Regions from separate parts of the Rattus norvegicus genome. Here region 1 is linked to region 2. Evidence: chromatin contacts called from public Hi-C data. All regions are on one chromosome and are shown on one strand. The core of a region is the stretch at or near the end of the contact, and the rest is flanking DNA. Distances in the headings are between cores, read along the strand shown.

The links. A called contact is a pair of places that touch in the nucleus more often than the background predicts.
Region 1: a Hi-C map of liver shows a contact between it and region 2, with 2.6 times the contacts expected there. The contact joins the promoter of Abtb1 here to the enhancer-like site in region 2. A contact is called at or near these places in 2 of 12 Hi-C or Micro-C datasets (Schwann cells and liver).

Annotation. Positions count from the first base shown.
Region 1 is chr4:122,861,398-122,867,645 of GRCr8, reverse strand. Abtb1 (ankyrin repeat and BTB domain containing 1) reads left to right here and starts at 4,857. Exons shown (of 12, transcript NM_001005902.1): 1 at 4,857-4,978; 2 at 5,848-5,910; 3 at 5,983-6,038. The coding sequence starts at 4,923. It overlaps Podxl2 (podocalyxin-like 2), which reads left to right. Exons shown (of 8, transcript NM_001106607.1): 5 at 986-1,142; 6 at 1,532-1,593; 7 at 3,031-3,210; 8 at 3,751-4,170. The coding sequence ends at 3,960.
Region 2 is chr4:122,699,943-122,705,642 of GRCr8, reverse strand. No RefSeq gene overlaps it. Among named protein-coding and RNA genes, the nearest start is that of Mgll, 47 kb to the left of the region's middle. Within about 2 kb of position 1,347, at least 2 of the 93 cell types and tissues checked have an H3K27ac peak or open chromatin away from gene starts, as enhancers often do. A contact at or near this core is called in liver, where this site is marked.

The DNA.
Region 1 (6,248 bases), core at 3,608-6,107, 160 kb before region 2:
TGAGCTGTACTTGGCATTTGCTATGGTCTCAAGGAACAAGCCCACCATGAAAGTCAGCTCAGTGGATTTCGGGTTGGAACAACCACCAAGGGATAGGTCTTTATGCCAGGTAGGAACACAATAAGAGTAGCCGTTCGTCTCTGCCGTGGCTGCCACAAGGCAGGCACTGGGCTTGCACTCGTGGTGGCCTGTTGACATGTTTGTGACTCCTCAACACCCTAGAGAGCTGAGCATCTGGGAGAGGGAGAGGGATCTAGTTGGGACTCTTGGAAGCTAGAGAAATGGGGACGAAGTTTTTCATATACAAGAGGGAGAGGCTGCTGAAGAGCCAAGGGTGAAAGGAGGGCCTTTTACAAACAGCGGGCGTGAGCCTTGGTGGCGGCAGCCTGGTCTCTCTCTGCCACAGAGTTCCTGTGGAGGGCTGGGTTTGCTTCTGTGTTATTCTGTAATTATACATGACGTCTAAACAGTGAGAGTCTGAGGGGAAAGAAGCCACCTCACCCACCCCACCCCACCCCACCCCATCCCTGGCCCCGTTCCCAGGGTATCTGAGTCATCTCTGTGGGTTTCAAGTCCCTGCTGTAAAGGCATTCTCTTTACTCCCCTGAGGCTCAGTGACAGCCATATGGTGGAATGGCCAGCAGAGGAGCCTGCTGTTTTCAGCCTCCCTGCTCTCTGGTGGCCATGGGGACTTACTGCTGTCTTTTTCAGCACTCGACACCTACCATGGGTATCATGTTTCCAACACCAGTTAAGGGGTTGTCATTGTCAGTGGACAGATCCATGTCCCCTCCACCTGACAGACTGGGGCAGGCTCACACCTTTACTGTGGTACTTAGAGATGGACGTAGAGATACAAGCTGTATCTGCCTTGCTCTCAGCTGGCCCCAGAGCCGACCAGGCTAGCCAGAGGACCACCTAGGTGTTTGGGATCTGAGATGAGAGCTACCATCCAACCTTGAGTTTGGCTCCTCTGAACCCCTAGGAAGTGTTTCGGCGACACCGGGGACTACGGCTCCTAGCCCTGGTGGAGGAGGTTCTGCCACGCCACCGTAGTGGCCACCGTGGAGACTGGCATATCTCTCTCAGCAAGCCCAGTGAGAAAGAGCAGCACCTGCTGATGACTCTTGTAGGAGAGCAGGGTGAGCAGATGGGGAGGTGTCCCACCACAGCCCGGCAGTGGAGGCCCAGGAAAGACTGGATAGGGCTGTAAAGCATGCTAGTGCAGGGCTCTGGATGGAGTGATACCTGGGTTCTGGGGATGAGGAGACAGCTATGGACATCACACACTTTGAGAGCAGGACCCTTGGGCTACAGAGGTGACTTCTAGCATCAGGCCTTTCATATAGTTTCCCAGGGGATCAACTCAATGGGAAGCAGGTCAGCAGAGGACATACATGGGCCCTGAGGTCCTCTGTGATTAGAAACAGAAGGGCAGCAGAGGAGGCTCAGGATGCCTGTCGCAGAAGAAGGGTTGGGTGGTGTGGAGACACCTCAAGATGCTGTGGTGATTATGGCATTTTCCCTCCAGGGGTGGTACCCACTCAAGATGTCCTTTCCATGCTCAGTGGCATCCGCAGGAGTCTGGAGGAGGTAAGTTAGGGACTTGACCTGGCAGTCACTGAAGCATCTTCTAATGTTCTTGGCTCTCAAAAAGTGCCTGGAAGAATTTACAGCCCGTTCCAGGACAGGGGTGCATGTCAGGGCTCTGGCCATCCCACAAAGAGCATGTGCAGGTTACTACCCAAGCAAAAGGATTGCACACCCCAGGCCATGGTAGAGCGCCCATGGAAGAGGGAATTAAGTGGGATGGTGTCTGAAGTATCATGGGGAGCATAGTGGAGGGGGAACAAGACACACGCTGCCCCTACCAATGCTTCTCCAGGGGAACCCGAGGTGTGGAGATGCCATGAACTGGAAACAGCCCTCCACAGTTAGAGTGGCCCTCATCAGATGTGGTCTTCTGGCCCCTGCTGGGCTACAGAACACAAGCTGGAGGTCTGGATACCCAGGATTCCACATGCAAGGGAGCTAAGTGTTTCTAGCCTACACTCAGTGTTTATACTAGATTCTCCTTTGGACCCCCTCTTCCACTCCATGGGGTCGTAAGGATTAACTGAGGGGAGAGGCAAAGCCCAGAGCCATCAGGTCCCTTGCCTAAGACCAAGCCTGCCAGATGGAAAGCTGTTGAGTTGCTGAATGACTCCCAAAGCTCTTGTCACAGAGCTTTGGACCTCCACCTCATGTCCCTACACCTCAGGTTCCCCTGGAGCAGCAATGGTAGAGGCAGGGCCTGTGTTGTTCCTCCTCCACCAGGTCCTTCATGATCTCCAAATCTGGGCTCAGGAGCACAGATGGACAGTGGACCCCTGCAAGGGTTTCACACAATGCAGGGAAGAGCTGAAGCCCAGTCCCTGCTCCAGGGCTCACTGATAACACTCACCTTCTTTTGCTCCCTCCCTTCACCTGAAGCTGGACTGTCGGGGAGCTTTCCCACTGGGGGAGAAGCCAAGCTAGCCAGAGCAGCCCACAGTAGGGAGGCACATGCCATCTGTGATCTTACCTCTGGGAAAGGGAAGAAGCTTGAGACCCCAGCTGCAGTTGGCATCCCCACAGTGGCCCTTGAGGCCCGGCCTACCATGGATGGCCAGAATGACATTACCTTACCCCTAAAGAGGAGGCTTGCTTCAGGGCTCTGACTTTGTGTTGGGAACTTGAGTCTCCCAGATGCCTTGTTGCTTTGTGAGACTGATGGGGACAGGTGTGGAGCCTCATCTCTTTGGGTCATGACTGCCACGTCTCAGTTCTGTACAGAGCCATAGCTGGTGCATTCAAAGTTGGGTTGGAGCAGAAAAACAATGAGGATGTGAGAGGGCTGAGAATGTGGCCAATGGGAGAGGCTTAGATGAACCAATAGGGACAGAACGGTGTGTCCCTCAGCACAGGTCCAGGAACCAGGGCTGTCATGGGCATTAACTCACCCTCGGGATGTTACTTTCCTGATGCCTGGTCCCATACCCCCACCCTCAGATTGGCATCCAGAACTACTCCACCACCAGCAGCTGCCAGGCACGGGCCACCCAGGTGCGCAGTGACTACGGGACACTCTTTGTAGTGCTGGTGATCATTGGTGTCATCTGCTTCATCATCATTGTGCTTGGCCTACTCTACAATTGTTGGCAGCGTCGGCTGCCCAAGCTGAAACACGTGGTGAGTAGGCTAGGTAGGGCTTGGGAATGAAGGGCAGAGTGTGGCTAGTATCAGCCAGTGCTATCCAGTAGCCTCACCTAGAAACCTATACCAACTCAGTTGTGCTCAGTGCCAGGCTGGGGCCTGCCATCTACCTCTCCGAGCCTGGTACTATGTCTTCCAGGAGATAGAGTGTGTGTGTGTGGGGGGTAAGTTTCACCAAGGGGTTCCTCCTCTTCTCCAGCTCCTCCTAACCCTAGTGCCCCACTCTGCAAGGCTTGAGAGCAGCTGCTCCCCTCCAAGGGCTCCAGCAACCTGCACAAGAGAAAGGGGCCAGGCATGCCCTGTTCATCCTGCCCCAGCGCAAGGGCTTTGAGTTTTGGGCAGACCCGTGTGTAATTCGCTGTTGAAAGCGGTGACACCAGGGAGGTCACAGGGTTTGTTGAGTAGAGGTTTAGGTTTGAGCTGCAGGCACTTGTCTCCTGGGCTCCAAGGGGATACCCTGGGGGCTTGGCGTAGCCAGTCACTGCGCGCGCCCAGCGCTCTCTCCTGCTGCTGCAGTCGCACGGTGAGGAGCTTCGCTTCGTGGAGAACGGCTGCCACGACAATCCCACGCTGGACGTGGCCAGCGACAGCCAGTCGGAGATGCAGGAGAAGCAGCCCAGCCTGAACGGTGGGGCCATCAACGGCCCGAGCAGCTGGAGCGCGCTCATGGGCAGCAAGCGCGACCCTGAGGACTCTGACGTGTTCGAGGAGGACACTCACCTGTGAGCGCCGGGCCACGGGCGCGAGACTGCCAGACGCTACGGCCCCGCGCCCCTCCCGTCCCTCCACGCGGGTCACTACGCTTCCCCACCGCAGCAGGCGACCGAGGCGCAGCTCCCACCCCGCCCCGCCCGGCCCCGAGCGCTTGCCCGAGGCCAGCGCGCTCCCCGCGCCCGGACTCCATTAAAGCCGCCAACACGCGCGGGCCGCTCTGCCTCCACGCGTGTTTCTTGCCTCCGGAGGGCCGCACTCTTGGGAGTGGGTGGGAAGGGCCTAGAGGAGTAGGTGGGGCACGGGAGGCTGGCTGGGCGGGGCCAAGAGCTGGTGGGCTGGGAATTCTCAGGAGTTAGTGATCATGGTTAGGGACGTGTGGGAGGAGTGTAGAGGGTGTACGGCCTTCTGGGTGGAATCCAAGCCGGTTGGGCTGAACTTGAAGTAGGCCGGGAAAGGTCCTGGTGGGCGAGGCCTCGGCCTGATGGGCGGGACCTGAACCGGGCAAGTTAAAGGACGGACAAGCGTTGTTAAGGTTCAGTATTCCAAGCCTGGGGGGTGTGGTACTGTCTTCAGAAAAGATCCCGCGCAATGTGGGCGGGGCCTATAGCGGACTGCTCTTCCAGAGAAGCTCTTCCGAGGGGGCGGGGTCTTGGTAGTGAGCTAGTCTCCGGGCGAGGGGGCGGAACCTGGGAGAATTGAGTTGTCTTTTAGACGAGTGGGCGGGGTCAAGACTAGAGGTCCCCAGAGGCTAAGTGGGTGTGACTAAGGTTAGTGGGTGGGGCCTTCGGGAGCGGCCTTCTGGATGCGACCGCCTGGTTCGGGCCGGACGGTCCTCCGGGCGCCAGGCGCCGCTGCGGAGCCACAGGCGGGCAGTGCTAGGCCGTGCCGCGAGGGGCGGGGCGGTGAGTGTTTACATCCGGCCGGGCACAGACAACTCCTGAGATCGCTCGGCCGGGGGTCCAGCCTCTTTCGCCATGGACACTAGCGACCTGTTTGCCAGCTGCAGGAAGGGGGACGTGGGCCGTGTGCGGTGAGAACCTGCAGTGCAGGAGGCGGGCAGGCGTCCGCAGGGCTTGTCGGGCACGGTGTGCGGTCGGGCGCTGTGGGGCTCCAGAAGCTGACCGAGCCTAGGGAGATCGGTCTCCAGGACCCTTAACTCGGTGCAGGGAAACGACTCCCCTCCGTGGAGGTTCCAAAAGATGCAGGCGCTGCTGGTGCAGCTACTTACGAGCCTGGCACCGAGATCCTGGTCTCCGTGGGCAGGCAGAGAGGAGAAAGGGTCCTGGCCCTTACTCTTCTTTGATAGACTCTTTTCTCCCATGGCCCTTCCTTCCAAATCCCCTGGTCCTCATCAGCGGTGTCCAGACTGCAGCCCTCTCCGAAACCCTCCTTAAGTCTGTTCCCAACACCAGATGCCACCTCAGAGTTAATGAACCTTCCCTCAACTTGAGTGCAACTCAGAGAGCTCGGGTCTTACCTTGAAGCTTCCTTGGGCTGTGGTGTTCCAGAGATGGCTTCCTGGTTCATGACCTCTTCTCTTCAACATCTTACCAATTGTTATTTCCACTTCTTGCATAGATCTGTCCTGTTCTCCTCTCCCCAAGTCCTGCACCAGTTTTCTTTTGGTTTCCTTGCTGTCGTCTCCCCAGACTGAATTAGTGGCCCATTACCTTCTCCCAAATATTACAAGACCAGTTTCTCAGCCTTCTGAACCTAGGGCTTGATGTCTTGCCACTACCCAACTCACAGTTGCAGACCCATGCTGGCCTGTGTAGTTCCAGGCCTTGCCCTTCTCAGATGCATCCTTAGCCCAGAGAGAAATGGCCTCCTTCCCTTTCCTGGTCTCTTCTCTCTTATCTCAGAAGCAGTTCTGACCCAGGCTTTGAACTTCCTGCCCAGGTACCTGCTGGAGCAGCGAGACGTGGAGGTGAACGTGCGGGATAAGTGGGACAGCACCCCTTTGTGAGTGTGAGCGGTGGGGTAGTTGGGTGGGCAGGGTGGGCCTACTCTACTGACAGCTTCCCCCTTTCCTAGGTACTATGCCTGCCTCTGTGGGCATGAGGAGCTGGTGCGCTACCTGTTGGCTAATGGTGAGAGCCGGTCAGGGTCTGACTGTCTGTCAGCTCTGAGACCTTGCTACACATTTGTATGCACTCTTGATTTCTTGTTAACTCCCTAAAGTCAACAAATGGTACTCTCTAACACTCTGCCCACTCTCTCATGTCACCATTGACACCCAGGCTAATTCTGGGGCTGTCTCTTATGCTACACCACCATTGGTCTGCTAAACTGACCCTTGG
Region 2 (5,700 bases), core at 98-2,597:
TCAAAATATTATTAAAGTCTTTTTAAATAAAAAAAATTCTCATAAAGTGAAAAACAAAATACAGTTAAACTTACTTTAAATTAAAGCAAAAGTCAAACCTCCGAAACACCCCATCAAAGAAGAAAAGTTTTATACCCCGAGCGGGTGTTATTATACCTCTGAAGATAATATACACAATGAAATAGAAGGGTTTGCATTTAATTTGGTTTTTAGTACCTGATTTTAAGAGCAAAATAAAAACGTGTGAAATTGGAGAATTGCTGAACTTAAGAAAAATGGTTTTTAATCATATGTTGGTCCTAAAAGATTTCTCTAAGGTTATAAAACTGAGAATTGACTTGTTACAGGTTTTGTCTGCATGTCCCAAGTCTGTATCGCGGATCTTCCCTGCTGTGTTTAGTTTGTATTTCTATTACCTCGAGAAGCATGTGTTAGCTGTAGTCTAAGTTTTCACTCTGTCAAGTATTTTAACATTTACATTTAGTTTCATAAACATTTTTCCCTAGTTGCCTGGTTTTGGGTCTGTGTTTATATGACTTCAACGTTTCTGTTTATATTACACAACACTGGTGTTTGGACCACATTTTCTACATTGCTAAATTTAAAAAGAAAGTTAAATCTCATCATCGGTTCTATTTATGGTCAAGTTTTTTTTAATAAGAAGCACCATATGCAGTATGTCTTGTGCGTCTTCATCATAATCAATATCCAGTTTCCTTTCCGTTTGAACTCCCTAATTCTCTTGGACCTCACCTAGGACAAGGCCTGGTGGCACAGGCCTGTGATCCCAAGTCCTCAGGAGACTGAGGTAAGACAATCATGAGTTCAAGCCACCCTGGGCAACTTAGTGAGACCCTGTCTCAAAAAGTCAGAAGGGGTCTGGGGATGCAGTTCAGTAGTAAGCATGCACAAAACCAGGAGCCCTCAGGAAATACTTGCTTTTACGCACTAATGCCTGGAGAACCTCCACAACCCAGCAGGCAGAAAGGTTGATTTCTCTGTGTAAATCTCCGGAGCACGTGTGTGTGCCTTACACGAACTGTTCTTTACCCCTCTCCATCTGTGCACGGTCAGTGCTGTGAGTGCTACCAGAAGGACTCTGCCCACCCTTGTACTGGCTCACGGTTATCGCGTATGTACTCCTTCACCTTCGCCTCATAGCTTTCCTCTGGAATTGGGTCTGGCTTCCCTCTGCATCAGAAGTCAGATCGCCAGTCAAACGTGCCTGGTTTATATGTGCCTAGGTTATTGATAAGAACTGATCATAACGGTAGCACTGCCAGAACCTTAGTGTCATCACGTCAGAATGCAGCCAGATCCACTGAGTTCATTCCACATTGCACAACATGCTTGGAAGTTCTCTTCTGCCCTTTGGGTTCCATTTTCCTCCAGACCGTTCCATGCAGTTCTGTGTACATCTCTGCTGATGTGGACCTGCATTTGCATACCGTCTTACTCTCTGTCTCTCTGTCTGTCTCTCTCTTGTGTTGTGCATGTGTGTGTCTCTGTGTGTGTGTGTGTCTATGTGTGTGTCTGTGAGTGTGTGTCTGTGTGTGTGTCTGTGTGTGTGTGTCTGTGTGTGTGTCTGCTGTCTGTGTGTGTGCGTCTGTGTGTGTGTCTGTGTGTGTGTCTGTGAGTGTATGTCTGTGTGTGTGGCTGTCTGTGTGTGTGTATGTCTGTGTGTGTGTCTGCTGTCTGTGTGTGTGTCTGTGTGTGTGTGTCTGTGTGTGTGTCTGTGTGTGTGTCTGTCTGTGTGTGTGTCTGTGTGTGTGTCTGTCTGTATGTGTGTGTCTGTGTGTGTGTCTGTCTGTGTGTGTGTCTGTCTGTGTGTGTGTCTGTCTCTGTGTGTGTCTGTGTGTGTGTCTATATGTATGTGTGTGTCTGTGTGTGTCTGTCTGTGTGTGTGTCTGTCTGTGTGTGTGTCTGTCTGTATGTGTGTGTCTGCGTGTGTGTCTGTGTGTGTGTCTGTCTGTGTGTGTGTGTGTGTGTCTGTGTGTGTGTCTGTCTGTGTGTGTGTGTCTGTGTGTGTCTGTCTATGTGTGTGTCCAGTGCTCCACCCCTGAGCTACACCCTCAGCCTCCAGTTCTTTCTCTGCAGTTTGCACATGTTCATGGTGACAGCCATATGCTCCAATTTGTTGTCTCTGCTCCTTTGCTTCTTGTCAATCTGAGGCTTGAGGGCTTTGAGCTACGTAGGACAGCACTGAGCCTGTTTGGGGGTTGAGGGGTCAGCTTTTGTCAGGGGTCTGAACACTGCTGTTTTCCAAACTTTCATTTTGTGACTAACACTAATGGACTCCCCTTTCCAGGGATGTGTCCTGTTCCTCTGGTTCCAGGGATGTGTCCTGCTCCTCTGGCCTTTGTGTTGTTTTTCTCCACGTAGCCAAGAGCCCTCAATTGTCCCTTCTAGTGTCTAGTAGAGACGAGCACATTTTTCATTCTGAAGAATTTCCCTTCTTTCCCTCCAAAGCTGCATATTTATACTCCCCTTTCACTCTTCAGACCAGAGGACAAGAATGTTCCTTGTCTCTCCTGCAGAAGCAGCTGGAAGGTAGACAGGCAGTTTAAAACTCCTTCAGCACAATGCCTGGGTGGCCATTTGACATTTTAAAAGCTAGACCTTGGTGCCCAGGCTGGATTGGTAGGAACAGAAGCTACAAAATGAGGAGGGTTGGGGATCTTAGCAAGTGAAAAGAGAGTTGCAAGGGGCAGGGAGGTTGGAGATCAACTTTACAGCCAGATGTGTACAGCAGGTGTGAAACCCAAGCCAGGTGAACTCTGTGGGGAGCCTGTCCATCACATGGTGTGCTGTGATGTCCAACTATCTGAAAATGTCAGTAACCTCTGCATCTGACAGACTGTGCTGGTTATCAGCTCTTGTCCCAAGAATAGGGGCAGTGTGAAGAGAAGGCAGCAAGAGCAAGGACAGCAGGTGGGAACAGTAGAGAAGGGATCTCACAGTCAAGAATGAGCAGGGAGCTGGGGAATGCTGACTGAGGAGTCAGCTGTGGCAGGCGACACACAGCACACCAACACAGCTGCAGATGGGTAAGAATAAAGGTTACAATGTTTCCTTGAAGTGAGGTTTGGGTCACATTTACATTTTCATTGTTTTGCTGTGTAAAATTGTAGTTGTTAACACTTCCTAAATTATTTAAGTGGGTTTAATTGGCCTCTTATACACACTTTTGCTTAGGTAAATGTTAATGAGATTATACGATTTTGAGAAGTTCTTGCAGGTTTTTGTTGCTTTCTTTTGAGATAGGATCTCACTATGAAGCCCTGGCTGGCCTGGAACTCACTACTATAAATAGACCAGGCTGGCCTCAAATTCCCAGAGACCCATCTGCCTTGGCCACAGTCCAGCCACCATACCCGTGTTCTCTCGGTATTTTAGTGCCATAAAATTTACATACAATGAAATCTCAGGCCTGAATTTGCAACTAAATTTGCAACTTAGTATGTTTTGACAAATCTCTATATATACCTCAGCAGTAGCTAGTCAGACCTCTCCCTTATCCCAAAGTTATTTTATTCCAACCTCCACTGCAAGTCCTAGAGCCCCCTGCTGACAGAATCTTGTATGCATTGTGTGCTCTCTTTATATAGATGATTTTCACTTATATATTTTGAGGTCCAAGACACATCTGTGCTTTGGTTCTTTTTCACCACCAAGTAGTATTCCATTGTATAGATATGCATTCCTGTTGCTCAGACTTGTGCTGCTTCCTGTTTTTTGCTATTCTGTATGTGCCTTTGAGTTGTTTAGCTTTCTGTCTATATAACCAAGATTTAAAGTAATTTCTTATTCATATAAGAGGGTTTTCTTGTTGTTCACAACTTTGAAAGATACAGTCCATGATTGATTCGACTTTATTAATAGTTTTGGGCCAATGTGGTTGAGCAAAGCCATTCATATCATGACTGAGAGAATGAGGAAGAGCCTGGACCCTGCTCTCCTTACAAAGTGACATAGACACTAGTATCTATTCTAGTGACTCTAGACTCACTTATTAAAGGTTCTATCACCTCCCTAGGAGGCTGGGAGCCAAGCCTTCGATACACCAAAACCAAGCTATAACAGTCCTCTTGACAACATGGGCTTTTGTTTGGCTTGGGTAAGAGTTGAATGGGAAATTTCTGGCCAGGAAAATCATTGTTCTTCCAAAATGGTGTTTTTTTGTTTTGTTTTTTATTCTCTTGAAGGATAGAGGGAGTATGGCTCTGCACCACATCGATCAGTGTTGTCCTTCTCCCTCTATAAGCTATTCTGATAATGACACCTCGTCATGGCTTTAAGCAGCGTTTCCCTGGTGACTGACTAATGAGGCAGGCACCTCTTACTGTGCAATTGTCCATTTTTAGTTCTTTTGAAGTGTCTAAGTCTCTTGCCTTTGAATAGATAGTAGTTTCCAGTGACCTTTTTAAAAAACTCTAATGTTGACCAGTCCTGTGCCATTAAAGAGCATTTGGGGCAACAGTGAATCCCATATGTGACAGTGTTGCACCGGGTCATATAATCTAGTGACACTGTAGCCATCTAACTTTGGGGAGCTCTCCATGGTGTATGCACAATGATAAAGTTCCCTGGTGATGACCTTCTCAGTATGTGTGAGTCTGCCTCTGTGTTCTGCTCCATTCCAATCTCACTCCCATGCTGTGTTGTCTTTTGGTCTACAGCTCTACTTTTTCAAGGTTGTTTTGGGACCTGTGGTCTTTCCATTTCATGAAAGTTATAGAATTCACTCAGCAACTTTTGCCTTAGGAGTTTTCTGGGCTTTTGGTGGGGTCATATTACATCTAGGAATCAATTTGGGGGAGAGCAGTGTCTTTCACTTCACAATTGTGGTCCATTTCCCACGTCTTTAGATCTTTAAGTTCTTGAAGCAATGCTTTTATATGTAAAAGTGCTACCTACAAGACAAAGTGTGATTGCATTAAAAAGGTCAACTGTGATGATTGGATTTTCTCAAGTCTGTACTTTAGACAGACAGATTGGTACCGAGCACAGCAGGAGAGCACCTAGTAAATACTGTGTTAGTAAAGATCACCAGACATGTAGAGTCTGAGTTCTAGATCATAACAACTTTTAATGAAGTGGTGACTTTGTGAAAAAATGACAGCAAGACAACATATTAGTTGGACTGCAGTCTTACACACACGTGTCTAGTCTTACACCCACAGATTTGCTCCAGCTTTGGTTATTCTTGTATCTTTCCCCTCTGTCTAGTTAGGATGTCCCACTGCTTCTGACTGATCACCACTGTCTAGGCCAGGTGTCCTGCTGTTCTGGGGACACTGAACTTGTCCCCACACTTCCCTCTCTGCCAATGTAGGCATCGTAGCTTTGAAGCACACAGCCACTTTATGTCTTGGTCCTTCCGTTATACTAAGTAGTTCAGACATGGCTACTTGAGAGACTTGTTTTTTAAGTGTGGTATGCAAATATATTCTCCATCTATTGATGATTAGTAAGTTAGAAATCATTAATTCCTTATTACTTAAAATTAAAAGCAAATGCTTCACCTAATTTGTCTAATTAAAATATTTGAATCACCTAATCTAATTTGATTCCTAATCTAATTATAAAGTTATTAACTTGAAACTGTATGAAATTAAAATCCCACATGAAACAGGCTCTCCCTTCTGCCTCTGTGAAGATCATCTGACTCTTGCCACCAGACCACACTGCTTGCAGAAG